Regions from separate parts of the Sus scrofa genome. Here regions 1 and 2 are each linked to region 3. A link is a contact called in public HiChIP or PLAC-seq and promoter capture Hi-C data. All regions are on one chromosome and are shown on one strand. Each heading gives the region's core, a stretch centred on a gene start, on an enhancer-like site or on the middle of the called end of the contact. The rest is flanking DNA. Distances are from core to core; before and after follow the strand shown. Region 1 holds the start of TNFRSF13C (tumor necrosis factor receptor superfamily member 13C). Region 2 holds the start of CENPM (centromere protein M). Region 3 holds the start of SNU13 (small nuclear ribonucleoprotein 13).

Region 1 (4,147 bases), core at 498-2,997, 190 kb after region 3:
TCTGATTTTAAGCCAAATGCGAACACGCCATAGGATCCCATGTAGTCCGAACCCTGTGTCTGCAGCGCCTATAGTTCTGCAGGATGAGCCCGGGAGCAGCTTGACTCTCAGTAAAGAAGCAGGTGGGACCAGGGGAGAGGAGCCGAATTCAACCTCCAAGCCTCTGCCTGAGGGCAGCCTCCTGTCCCCTCCATCGCTACTGCTGCTCAGGGCCGGCCGTCTTGGTGGTCACCAGCTCAGTGGAACCCAGCTCCGTGGCTGGCACAGGGACGCTGTGGGCAGGTGGGGTGGTGGCTGAGTCTTCGCTGGGTGGAAGCCAGATGGGAGCAGTGGCATCCAGGGTTCCAGGAGAGGGGACGATGTCATTATCCAGGGGCCCTGGTTGGGGGGTGGGGGGGTGCAGGGTCAGGATTGGGTCACAGCCTTCCGCCATCCCGTTTCTGGAACCTCCCCGGAGAGAGAGCCCTCCGACTTCTGAGAGAAGTCAGGCGAGGAAGCCCCTAGGCGGCGGTGGGGAGGGGGAGGGTGGCACATGATGGGCCCTCGGGACCGGAAGTGCTGGGAGGGTTTGCGCAGTGGCAGTGCTGACACTGGGAGAGGAGGCGTGGGGGTCAGTTTGGCCTTCCCGGAGCGAGGGCAGGACGACCCCTCCCTCCCCCGGGCCCCCAGCCCGCGTCTTCCTCACTCAGGCGCTCACCAGGCCGGGACCCTGGGCAGGGCCGCTGCTCCCCGCTCAGCCTGAGATCTCAGACGGCGCCCCTCGCCGCCCCCTCCATCTGCCTGGCTTCAGACCCCCTTCCCAGGGCCCCTAGCCCGCCAGGGCCATGTGTCCCCTCCGACGGCCCCCGTCCCCCAGGGCCGGACCTTCCCGGGCTGGACAGTGCCTCTCGGTTCCTCTAGACGGGGAACGTACCGTCCTGGTCTCCGTCCAGGGCTTCCGGGGCCTCCGGGGCAGCCGAGGCGCGGGGCCGTTGCCTGCGGCGCCTCCAGCTCACCAGGCCCAGCAGGACCAGGGCCAGCGCCAGGCCCAGCAGCGCGGGGGCGCCCAGGAGCAGCGCCGGGAGTGGCAGCGCGGCCTCGGCCTCGGCGGCCCCGGGCCCCACCGACTCCTGCGGCTGCAGCGCCGTCCCGGGAGCCAGGCTGCTCGGGCCGCCTGCTGGAGGGGACGGAGAGGGAGGTCAGGGGCAGAGGGGAGGGAAGAGAGGGTAGGGGAAGGTCGGAGGGAGGAGAGGCTGGGACGGGAGGGGAGGGACAGCCGGTGGGGGGGGGGGAGCAGGAGGGGCCACGGCCGCGCGCAGGCTCCAGCCCGCAGCCCGCATGGCTGAGCCACTCAGGCTCCAGCCCACAGCCCCCCGTTAACTGATGCCCCAGCCCGGGTCCTGGGCAGGTGCGGGCCATGCCTGCGGCTCTGGCGGGGCACGAGCCTCGGTGGCAGGACCCTCCTTCCCTCCACCAGGGCTGCCCTGGCGCTCCAACGGCCAGAGCCGGGTAACGCTTACCCGGTCCAGGATCGGGCGTGCGGAGGAGGCTGCAGGCCACGCAGTTGCGCACCAGCAAGTCGAAGCACTGGGTCTGCAGGCACTGCGTGGGGACCGGCCCGTCCCTGCCCCTCAGACTCCTCGCCCTTCGCCTCATGCTGCCAAAGCCCAGGCCTGTCTGCACACCCTGCCGGGACAGAGTCTGGCCTCTGCTGCCCCACGGGGAAGAAACCGGGAGGGGCCGCCACCCACTCCGCCCCGCCCCGCCCTCCTGCCTGCTGGGGTGGGACGGGGTGGGACCACTCTTAGCCAGGGCCTCAGCACCCCAGACCTTCTATCTGTGGTTCCTCCATTCAGCCACTCAACCATCACCCCCAGACAACCACGGGGCGGGCTCCCTGCTGGGCACTGGGACAAGGCTGGGGCTCAGACAAGGGCCCGCCCTTGGGGAGCAGAGGATGGGTCCCTGAAGAGGACACAGACCTCGGGGAGGCCTCTTCTGCCCTGCCCCCCAAGGCCAGCCCATAGGCCCAGGTGCTCCCCACCAGCCATCTCCCCCCAGCTGCCTCCTCTGGGAAGCTCTCCTGCCCTTCTCCCGCAGAGCTGGTCAGTTCATCGAAGACATCCTGAGGGCCCCCACATGGTACCAAGCCCCAGGGGACTCACACTGGTGGTGGTGATGGGGGAGACGACACCTCACAGCATGGCATCAGTGAAGGTGGTACCACAGGGCACGGGAAGGCTTTGTGGAGGAGATGATAAGGTGTTTGCTGGCTGAACTGAGGTCGCAGGGGGCGGGGGGCACCCAGGGTGAGCAAGGGGCCTGGGGGCCAAATACGAAGGCCAGGGAATGCTGGAACCAGAGGGCCGGGCTGGGGCCTTAACTGAGAGAAGCTCGGATTCTGGCCAGAAGGGCACTTGAGAGCCATGCAGGGAGTGACACAGTCAGAACCGCTGGCTGGAGTGGAGGGCACAGACCGGGGGCAGCTCGGTCTCCAGATCCTAAGCAGGAGGGAGGCTCAGATCAACAGATGAGCAGACAGACCCAGGCCCAGTAGGCACTAAGTGGGCAGCCCACCCACCCCACCTCCTCCTCCCAGGGCTGTGTGTGTCCTGGCCTGCTCGCCTGTGTCTCTGTGGGGCCTCTTCTGTGTGTCTCCACTCGCCAGTGTTTGGGGAAGCCCCACCTGTCTCTCACACTGAGTGTCAGGCGGACACTCAAGCCCCCTGGGCCTTCCTGGACTTCCGCTGCCCCCTCCCCCGGGGCAGGGGCTGGCAGAGAGCCTCAGCATGGACCACGGGCTTAGAGCCTCATGGTGGGCCTGGCCAGACCCTGGGGCACTCAGGGCTGGGGGTGTACAGCGGAAGGACTGACAGTCCCTGGGGCACGGAGGGGGCTTAGGGGCTGGAGTAGATCTTCAGCAGCTCAGAGGGGAGGGGAAACTTCTAGGCAGAGGGCAAAAGCAGGAGCTGGGAAAGTGGAAGCCGACTCTGGGGACAGGCCTGGCCCCTGCCTCCAGAGGTGCTGCCGAGGGAGAGAGACTGAGGCTGCAGCTGGGCGGGCCAGGCCGCAAGCCATAAGCCCTGGGCAGTGAGGAGCCCCAGGAGGTACCTGAGTGGGGGAGAGGGTCTGAGCTGTGCCTTTGAAGGGACGTTCCCCCTGCTGTGGGGTTGGAGACAGGGTGAGTGGAGTAGCAAGGAGGCTCCCCCATGACTCAGGGCCAGGGAGCAGCCAGCAGCTGTTTAGGAGGGAGGAGTGATGCTATGGAGTGAGGGGAGCAAGGCCGGCCCCCAGGTTTCTGGCTCCGAGGACACGAGGACTCACACAGAACCTCGAGCCGGCTGGCCTTGAGCCGCCCTGGCCCACTGCCTCTCCGTCCCCTGCCCACGGGCCAGCAACTCCGTAGCAGGAAGGTGTAGGCGGTGGGGCAACTGCAAAGGAGAAGTGGGTCCGGGGCGGTGGGTGTGGGTGTGAGTGGGGGTGTGTGGTGAGGGGGTGGGGGAGCCAGGGGCCTGCCAGGAGCCAAGGCAGGGAAGGGCCTCCTTAGGGCAGAGGGGTGGGGGCAAGGCCTAAAGACTGGGCCCCTGTCCCCCCCCCCATCGCTACTGGTCCTGTTCTCACCCGCGACCCTCAGGGCGGCAGGGCCCTTACCACACATGCGGCATCTCTTCACCCCCAGCCAGATGTTCAGGCCAAGTGGGCTGGGTCTTGGGACCCTGGAGGGGGAGCCTGTCCCCGGGAGAGGGGAGGCCACTCACAGGAGCCACCTCTATACCGGCCACCTGGAGGGAGAACCAGAGAGGCTCCACTTTCACCCTTACCAGTGCCTCCTAAGTGCCTGCAGTGGGCAGTGCCAAGCACAGAGTGGGCAGCAGGATTGGTGTTGATGGTGTGTGGGGCACCTGACTCCAGACAGACCTTCCACTTGCACCTTCTAAATAGGGAAGTGGGGGGATGTTCCCGTCGTGGCTCAGCCGTAACGAACCCAACCAGTATCCATGAGGATGAGGGTTCGATCCCTGGCCTCACTCCATGGGTTAAGGATGCGGCATTGCTGCAGCTGTGGGGGTAGGTCACATACATGGCTCGGATCTGGTGTTGATGTGGCTGTGGTGTAGGTCACAGCTACAGCTCTGATTCGACCCCTGGGGACTCTCCATATGCTGCG
Region 2 (4,284 bases), core at 1,051-3,550, 210 kb after region 3:
CGGCGTTGCTGTGAGCTATGGTGTAGGTCAAAGATGAGGCTTGGATCTGGCATTGCTGTGGCTATGGGATAGGCCAGGGGCTGCAGGTCTGATTGGACCCCTAGCCTGGGAACTTCCTTATGCCACAGGTGTGGCCCTAAAAAAAAAAAAAAAAAAAAAAAAAAAAGTGCAATTCTGCTTCCTGCCAAATGCTCCAAATAGCAGAGAACTGGAAATATCTGGCAATGGAATGAACAGATGACTTTATGGGTGGTTTGCTTTTCCTGCCTAAAAGTCTGAAGAGTTATTTACTCTTGAGGTTCAATGACTTAGGTAAGCTATAACTTGCAGGAAGTGTTCTGTATCCACCTTTCCTGCAATAAGATATACGTACCCTGGGAATAGTTTTCTTCTATTACACTTTGAACTCTTTTGCTGTGACCTTCTCAAATCTTTCGTCTTTGTAAATAATTAAGTTTTCAACCAAGTCTTCTCTACTCCTTGTTGTTTCTATATATTTATTAGATAGATCTTATATGGTATTCTTTTTGATCTTTTTTTGCCCTTAGCTCTGAAACCTCTCTTTTCCTCTCATTCTGTTGTGTTATCACTTGGCTTTGAATGCGTCTTTTAAAAATCCGCATTCTTATTAAATGTCTCAGTGGCAAAAAGCACTCAAAAAGACTTGTTCTCCTCTTTCCAGAGGGGTTTCCTCTTCCGATTTTTGCATGCCATGTGACTTGCTCTTTTTTGGCAATGGTTTCCATGACACTTCTTTCCGTCTCGCTCAAGGTAGGCAACTGTGCCCATATTTTCCATTTACTCTGATGCTAATTAAACTACTTTTGTTTTTAATCCTTTCCTATTTCTGAGCTATGGGTTTGAGGTTTGTGGTTATGTGTTTGATGTTCTACAGCCTAAGAGCCTGGCAAGATAGGCAGAGCACAGATGGACCTATGAACAATCTTTATTTCAAGGGGAAGGTTATGTTCTTATTCTAACTAGTAAGGGGGCATTTCCAATTCCCATACAGGAAATACCCTCTAGATCAGGATCATTCTCCTTCAGTATAGAGCCCTGGAGCTATCTTTCTATCAGGAGAATAACACCCACACACATTCAGTCACTTGACTCCCCTCAGCAGCTGTTTCTACTCTTTTTCATTTAGAAAAAGGAAACAAAATAAACTTTTCAGTCAGCTTTTCTCCAAATTTGGGGGTTGTGTGAGCATCTACTTGGTACCACGTACTGGTCAAGGCACTGGGGAATCCCCAGGGAGCGAACGTCAAAGTCCCTGTCCTCAAGGGGGCTGACCTTGGGGTCCCTCAGGGTGGCAGACTGTTAACAAGTAAACAAACCAGAGAACAAGGAAATTTCTTACGGTGCCAAGTGCTAGAGAAAAGTAGAACAAGTGTGTGACAGAGAGTGGTGTAGGATACCTTAATCGGGGCCAGATCACGCGTTAGGGCGCCCAGAGGTTGGCGCCCGCCTCTCTGGCGGTCCCCTCACCCCCACCTCGCTCTCCCTCGCGCCCAGGTCAGCGATCGGACACCCTGGGCATAAGGTTACTTACACCTTCAGCTCCGAGGCACAGTCCTCCTTGAGCATCGAATCGGCCAGCTGCTGCAGAAGAGCATCCTCTGTGCCCACCAGCTGCGCAGAGAGCAAAGGCGACGGACTGATACCAGGGCATAGCAGTCCCGCTAGAGGGCCTGGGGATCAGGCCACAGACTCAAGACAGCTGCACCCCAAGATTCCGGCTCCAGCACGCGAGGCGCCCTTTACCGAGACGACTACAGAAGGCACGGGTGAGGATCAGAGGTTGGCACCTGCTCCGGTCCTGTCCGGTCTGCACTCACGACCTCTCCGGACCCTCCCTCGGATGGCCTCGTCTCTCCGGGAGGCCAGACCCCGCCACGCAGGAAAACCAAGTCTTGGACACCTCACACCCCGCACCCCGCCGCGCGCGGTCTCCCCGCCCATCCGTCCCACCAATCAGAAACTGGGAAAGAGTCTGCCGCGCACTTATTGGTGGACACGTCCCTCGGCCTCAAGAGGACCGCTATTCCGATTGGTTCAGAGCGTGACTCTCCCGCCCACCACACCCCTGCCAGAATAGCCCGCGCCAGGCACCTCGGAGAGCTCGGAGAGCGGAGGCGCAGCTTAGGAGGAAGGGCGGGCGGGGGAGTCGCGGCTGTTGACGCCTACCAATATGGTGGCCGTGTTCAGGCCCGGCAGCTTGTCCATCGGCCGCAACACCGACATCGCAATGACAGGCGAACCGCCGCTCCCGCGGTGCGCGCCGGGCTTTCAAACCGCCCGGTGTTCCGCCTCTACTGCGAGACCAAGGGTCACGTGACATTTCCCGGGCGGGGCTTCTTGGGGGCAGGACGAGGCCTCCTTAAAGGAACCGCTACCTGCTTTTCTGAGGGGGACGTTCCAGCGCTGGCCCTGGGCACATAAAGCGCTCCCTGAGCGAGAGGACTTTTATTTCAGTCCTGGGAGAAAGAAGACATTCAGTGATTCATTCATTCATTTTCGTTCATTCATCCTGCATTTGTAGTACTCCTGATGCCTTCCAAACCTGTCCTTCCCTCATCTTCTCCATCTCTATTGTGCAGCTGTTCCGAGCAAAACCTTGGGTCATTCTTGGCTCCTCTTCTCTGCACCTCCCATCCAATCTGTAAGCAAGCCTGTGGGTTCTGTTCTTAAAAGACAGCTGGGGGGTTTTGTTGTGGCGCAGCAGAAATGAATCCAACTAGTATCCACGAGCTTGTGGGTTCTATCCCTGGCCCCGCTCAGTGGCTTAAGGATCCGGTGTTGCTGTGAGGTCTGGTGTAGGTCGCAGACCTGGCTTGGATGTGTTGCTGCTGTGGCTGTGGCGTAGGCCAGCCGCTGGAGCTCCGATTGGACCCCTAGTCTGAGAACCTCCTTATGCCGCGGGTGTGGCCATAAAAAGCAACAAGAACAAGAAAGAAAGGAAGGAAGAAAGAAAGAGGCATCTAGAAGCTGACCATCTCTCACCACCCCCACTCCCCCACCAGGATAAGCCCCAGTTATTTCTCTTCCAGTCTATTCTAACAGCCTTCTCACTGTCTCCCTGCTACCACCCTGGTCTCCAAGGCTACTAGCTATTCTTCACGCAGCAGTCAGAGTTATCCTTTCAAAACAAATCAAAGCAGATACTTCTCTGGTCAAAACCCACCAATAGTTCCCCTTTCACTCAGAGTATACTGCAAAAGCCTTACATGGCCTTTGAGACTCGTGTGATCTTCTGCTCTTTTCCCTGCAATGTCAGCTCCAGGACCTCCGCCGCCCAGGGTTCCCTCTGGCTGAAATGCTCTTCTCCCAAATAGTCATTTTGTTTATTTCCTATCTTTGTGTTTCTGCTGCAATGTCACTTTATCAGAGGGGAGTTTCTTTTTTTCTTCTTTCTTTTGCTTTTTTAGGGCTGCAGGTGAAGCATATGGAAGTTTCCAGGCTAGGGGTCGAATCAGAGCTGCCTCTGCCAGCCTGTACCACAGCCACAGCAACACAGGATCCGAGCCACAGCTACGCCACAGCTCACAATAACGCCAGATCCTTAATCCACTGAGTGAGGCCAGGGATCATTCCCACATCCTCACAGAGACTACATCAGGTCTTTAACCCACTGAGCCACAATGGGAACTCCAGGAGGAGCCAGTTTAGGTCAGAGGAGAACCTGCTAAGAAGGTGATGAATGAGTGAAAGAGGAGCCCGTTAAATGCAGTGAAGAGGACTCAGGCAGAAGGAGCAGCAAGTGCTAAGACCCCAAGCAGGGAGCATTGCTGACACTTCTGAGGGGCAGCAAGGAGGCCCGTGGCTAAAGCAGGTGGAGGTGAGGCTAGAGGAGGGATCGAGGGTCAGGTGACTGAGGCCCTTAGAGAGTCTAGGAAAGACTTTGGACACTGGTCAGCATTTTCCAGGAGGGGCTGAGCTGAGACCTATTCAACCAACTTGTGCTGAGTGCCTGTCTTGGGCCAGGCCTAGTGCCCGGGACGGAGCCCCAGGCATCAGAGGTGCCATCTCTGCCTCACGGAGTTTTGGTGGATGGGCAGATGACAGCCACCAAGGGTGGCATAGTGGGAAGTAGCTGGAGCCCAGATGAAGCTGCATGAAGGCTCCCTGGGGAGCCCCTGCTGCACTTGGCTGGGGAGGTAACTGTTGGCTGAGGCGTTGGGGTGTTTGGTGCTTGTCCCATAGGGATTGCAATAGAAAATAGTTGTGTGTACAAGCCAGACTGTGATGAAGGGTAGAGAATGGCAGGAAGGCCAGACCTGGAGG
Region 3 (4,304 bases), core at 369-2,868:
GGCATACACCATAGCCACAGCAACGCCAGCTCTGAGCCAGGTCTGCAACCTACACCACAATTCATGGCAACACCAGATCCTTAACCCACTGAGCAAGGCCAGGGATGAAACCGCATCCTCATGGATACTAGTCAGATTCGCTTCTGCTGTGCCACAATGGGAACTCCCTCACCTTTTAACTTTCTCAAATTTTAATTAAATGAGTGAATGAATAAAATCCTACTGCAGCTTTAATCCCTAACTTGATAGCTTTTATCTTCCTGTACACCAGACAGCCAAAATTTGCAAGGTTTTGGAGTCTGCTTGGGGCACAGTGGGTTAAGGATCTGGCTTGGGCTGTAGTGCAGGTTCAATTCCTAGCCCAGGAACTTCTGCATGCCAAAAAATAGTGCAGCCAAAAAATAAAAAAATATGAAATCTGAAAGGTTTTGATTTAGCAACAAATAGCAAGTGCTCATTCTCTCCATACCAAGCATTAGGACTAGGTGTGTAACATGCATTACATCACATAATTTAATCCCCTTACATTGTTATCCCATTTTACAGTTGAAGTAAATTATTCTTAACTTCGACCCGAGGTCACTCAATTCCAAAACTTTACAAAACTGTCCACGGAACGGCGGAAGATGAGTAGTGGTTCAGAAGCTTCAAGTTCTAGGCTCAGACACTTAGCTTCAAAATGGGGATGAGGTGGGTGGGGGGAAGCCTTTTGGGAAGATACCTGCTGGGATCCAAGATCCGTTGAAAGGATTAAACCTCATTATAGAAGTGAAAGTGCTTTACCAACTCTTCTCTCCTTACTAAGTGCCAACCCAAACTAGCTACCAGGCCACACAATCCGATTAAAAAGTTGAACAACGAGAGTTCTGGGGAAACCGCACGTGGTGCTACTAGGACTTCTGATTCTGAGGCTAGCGCCTCGCAGGAGTCTTTCCTGCATTCCAGTCTGGGTTCAGGGTCATTCCGCATTTCCCACAGCCTCCAAACACCAAAAGGTCCTTTAATCTGTGGCACATGTAACTCGCGGCGGGTACCAGGCATGGACGCCTGGAGACCTCCTTCTCCTGAACATCATCAGTAGGGAAGTGGGGTAGGGGAGGATGATCCAAATCCAGCGTTCCACTAGCGACCCCCACAAAAGGAAAATAAAGCACATGGAGCCAAGTTTTCTCACCTAACTTTCTACTCTTTCCCACGTGGGTTGCTCTTGGTCTTTCTCCCAGGTCGGGTTCTGCCCCTGAGCTCACCGCACGCCTCTGGCCGGGAGCACAGACTGCTACAAAGCACCCCTTTCACAGCAGTTGGGAACCTGAGGCTTCCAGAGTTCTAACCTCGGACCAGAAGAAAAGGCAGAGCTTGGGACTGCGCGGCCGCCGGAGCTCTAAGCCGGGGCGGGTTGGGCGAGACCGCGCACGTTCTCAGCCCCGGACAACTAGTGAAAGAACCGAACCCGAGTCTCCCACTTCCCGGCCCTTAGGCCAAGCGCACGCTCTTACCATGGCTGCGGTGCCGATGTGTCCGTCACTCCTCTAGGAGCACAGGAGACGTCAGAGCGCGAACGTTCACCACCGCGGAAAATTGTAGAGGAGTGGAAATGGCCTCGCGCGCGGCAGGAAGCGGAAGTGACGTCACCAAGAGGCGGGGTCACGCTCCTTAAGGGGCCCCGGCGGGGAAAGAGTTGAGTTCTGGCCGAGGGATCACATTTTGCTTTTAAAAAATCATGTTCTAAAAAAGAAAAAGTTGTCATTCTACTATACATACTTGGCAGAAACAGTGAATTGAACATTTCTAAAAAAAATCAAAGAGTTTCAATGGAGTCGTCGTTCCATTGCTAGTTTATTTTTGAGCACATTCTTTTGTTTTTTGTTTTTTGTTTTTTTTTGCTTTTTAGGGCCGCACCCGCGGCATATGGAGGTTCCGGGGCTAGGGGTCCAATGGGAGCTATAGCTGCTGGACTACGCCACAGTCATAGCCACATCAGACCCGAGCCGCGTCTGTGACCTACACCACAGCTCAAGGCAACGTGGGGATCCTTAACCAACTGAGCGAGGCCAGGGACTGAACTGGCAACCTCGGATTCCTTTCCACTGTGCCACTACGGGAATTCCTCTTGTGCTTTTAAAATCATATTTTTGACCCTATACCGGTAAAGGAAATTTATGGAGATAATGATGGATAATCCTAAATGTTTTTCTTTTTATCTTTCTTTCTTTTTGGCCGCACTGCAGCACGTACAAGTTCCTGGGCCGGGGATGGAACATGTACCACAGCAGTGGCCTGAGCCTTTGCAGTGTTAATGCTGCCTCTTAGCCTGCTGAGCCACAAGGGAACTCCCCTAAATGTTTTTCTTCATATTCAGATGTCCTTGTTGAAATTTCTGGTTGGGGACTTCCTTGATGGCTCAGCGAGTTAATTAGGATCTGGCATTGTCCCTGCTGCGGCTTGGTTCAATGCTGTGGCACAGGTTCCATCTCTGGCCCAGGAATTCCCACATGCCCTGGGTGCAGCCAAAAAAAAAAAAAGAGTTCCCCTTGTGGGTCAGTGGTAATGAACCCGAATAATATCCATGAGGACTCGGGTTTGATCCCTGGCCTTGCTCAGTGGATTAAGGATCTGGCAGTGTGGTGAGCTGTGGTGCAGGTCGCATAAGCATCTTGGATCTGGCATGGCTGTGGCCAAGGCCCACAGCTCCAACTCTGATTCAACCCCTAGCCTGGAAACTTCCACATGCCGCAGATGAAGAGTGGAGTCCATCAGAAATGGAGTCTATTGAGTAGGGAATTCAGGAAGAAAAGCAGATTTGAGGATGGGCTTGCATTTCTGTCGGGTTGAATTTGATAATGTCTCGGACGCCCATTTTCTTCTGGCCTAGCACGCTGCTCTTTTCGTTATGCTGCTCCAGATCTCCATGTTTTAAAGGCTAGGCTCATGCCTCACCACCTCCAAGAGGTCCTTCCCCATACTTATGGCCCTTACTCCTCTCTCTTCACCTGATGCCAGGCATATCTTGGGACCATTTGGATCCAGCCAAAACTAGAGCATTATAATGGACCAGTTCCAGCTTATTCCTTTGGAAACCTAGAGGTAGGGACCTGTCAGGACCCTTAGGAATCTTGCAGATCAACCCCTTCATTTTACAGATACTAAGGCTCAGAGAGGGGAAACTGCTTGTCCACAGTCACAGGATGAAGAAGGGGCAGAGCCAGAACTGAACCCTGGAATTGTTGGCTATTGGGTTGGGTTACTTCCACCACATCTGGTTGCTCTGCTTGAAAACCCACCAGGATAGGTTTAAATCAGCTCCAGGGAGTTCCCATAGTGGCGCAGCGGAAACGAATCTAATTAGGAACCATGAGGTTGCAGGTTCGATCCCTGGCCTCGCTCAGAGGATTAAGGATCTGGCATTGCCGTGAGCTGTGGTATAGGTTGCAGATGCGGCTAGGAGCTGACATTACTGTGGCTGTGGTGTAGGCCAGCAGCTGTAGCTCCGATTTGACCCCTAGCCTGGGGACCTTCATGTGCCATGGGTGTGGCCCTAAAAAGACAAAAGACACACAAAAAATAAAAAATAAAAAAATCAGCTCCAGGACTGAACATTTATTACACAAAAAAATCTCCCCTGCACACTTTATCCATGCAAATCTATGACTTGTCAAAGAATTAAATTTGTCTTCAATTAAGAGATTCTCACTGACAGCTCCTGTTTAAGAGCAGAACCTGGGATTCAGACCCTGTCCCTGTTCCTCAGCTTGCTTGGATCCATTTACGTGTTAATTGGACCTATCGCTGTTGGAGAATGAACCTTATTCCAATTTACAGTCATAGATGTGTTGTCATCATATGATTTTTTGATTTTTTTTTTTTTTGGCTTTTTAGGGCTACACCTATGGCATATGGAAGTTTCCAGGCTAGGGGTCCAATCAGTGCTACAGCTGCCGGCCTACACCACAGCCACAGCCACATGGGATCTGAGGCTCGTCTGCAACCTACACCACAGCTCACAGCAAGGCCGGATCCTTAACCCACTGTTTGAGGCCAGGGATCAAATCCATGTCCTCATAGATATTAGTCGGGTTCATTACTGCTGAACCACCATGGGAACTCCATAATTCTTTTCCCCAACTATATAATAACTCAGTTTCCATGTTCTCACAGAACCAGCCACCCTTTTGTATCTTGCTCTGTCCCTTGCTAGTAAATTAATCAATGTCAACATATGCTCAGAATCAATTTGTCTTAGAAATGTGTTTTACCACAGTTCTGTGTTTAAAATCCTAAATCCTTGCCATGGCTTACTAGGCCCC

The links. Promoter capture Hi-C pulls out the DNA fragments that hold promoters and counts their contacts. HiChIP or PLAC-seq counts read pairs in DNA pulled down with a chosen protein or histone mark.
Region 1: a promoter capture Hi-C map of fetal skeletal muscle shows a contact between it and region 3, with 4 times the contacts expected there. The contact joins the promoter of TNFRSF13C here to the promoter of SNU13 in region 3. A contact is called at or near these places in 2 of 5 promoter capture datasets (fetal skeletal muscle and liver), 4 of 47 Hi-C or Micro-C datasets (adipose tissue, liver, mesenteric adipose tissue and 1 more) and 1 of 2 datasets of contacts at active chromatin or transcription factors (skeletal muscle).
Region 2: a contact with region 3 is called in an H3K27ac HiChIP or PLAC-seq map of skeletal muscle. The contact joins the promoter of CENPM here to the promoter of SNU13 in region 3. A contact is called at or near these places in 3 of 5 promoter capture datasets (fetal liver, fetal skeletal muscle and liver), 2 of 47 Hi-C or Micro-C datasets (blood and mesenteric adipose tissue) and 2 of 2 datasets of contacts at active chromatin or transcription factors (alveolar macrophages and skeletal muscle).

Annotation. Positions count from the first base shown.
Region 1 is chr5:6,697,412-6,701,558 of Sscrofa11.1, reverse strand. It overlaps TNFRSF13C (tumor necrosis factor receptor superfamily member 13C), which reads right to left and starts at 1,747. Exons shown (of 3, transcript XM_021091440.1): 1 at 1,500-1,747; 2 at 914-1,153; 3 at 1-378. The coding sequence starts at 1,635. The coding sequence ends at 197.
Region 2 is chr5:6,675,768-6,680,051 of Sscrofa11.1, reverse strand. It overlaps CENPM (centromere protein M), which reads right to left and starts at 2,300. Exons shown (of 6, transcript NM_001159305.1): 1 at 2,188-2,300; 2 at 1,553-1,632. The coding sequence starts at 2,244.
Region 3 is chr5:6,888,328-6,892,631 of Sscrofa11.1, reverse strand. It overlaps SNU13 (small nuclear ribonucleoprotein 13), which reads right to left and starts at 1,618. Exons shown (of 3, transcript NM_001190226.1): 1 at 1,497-1,618. The coding sequence starts at 1,499.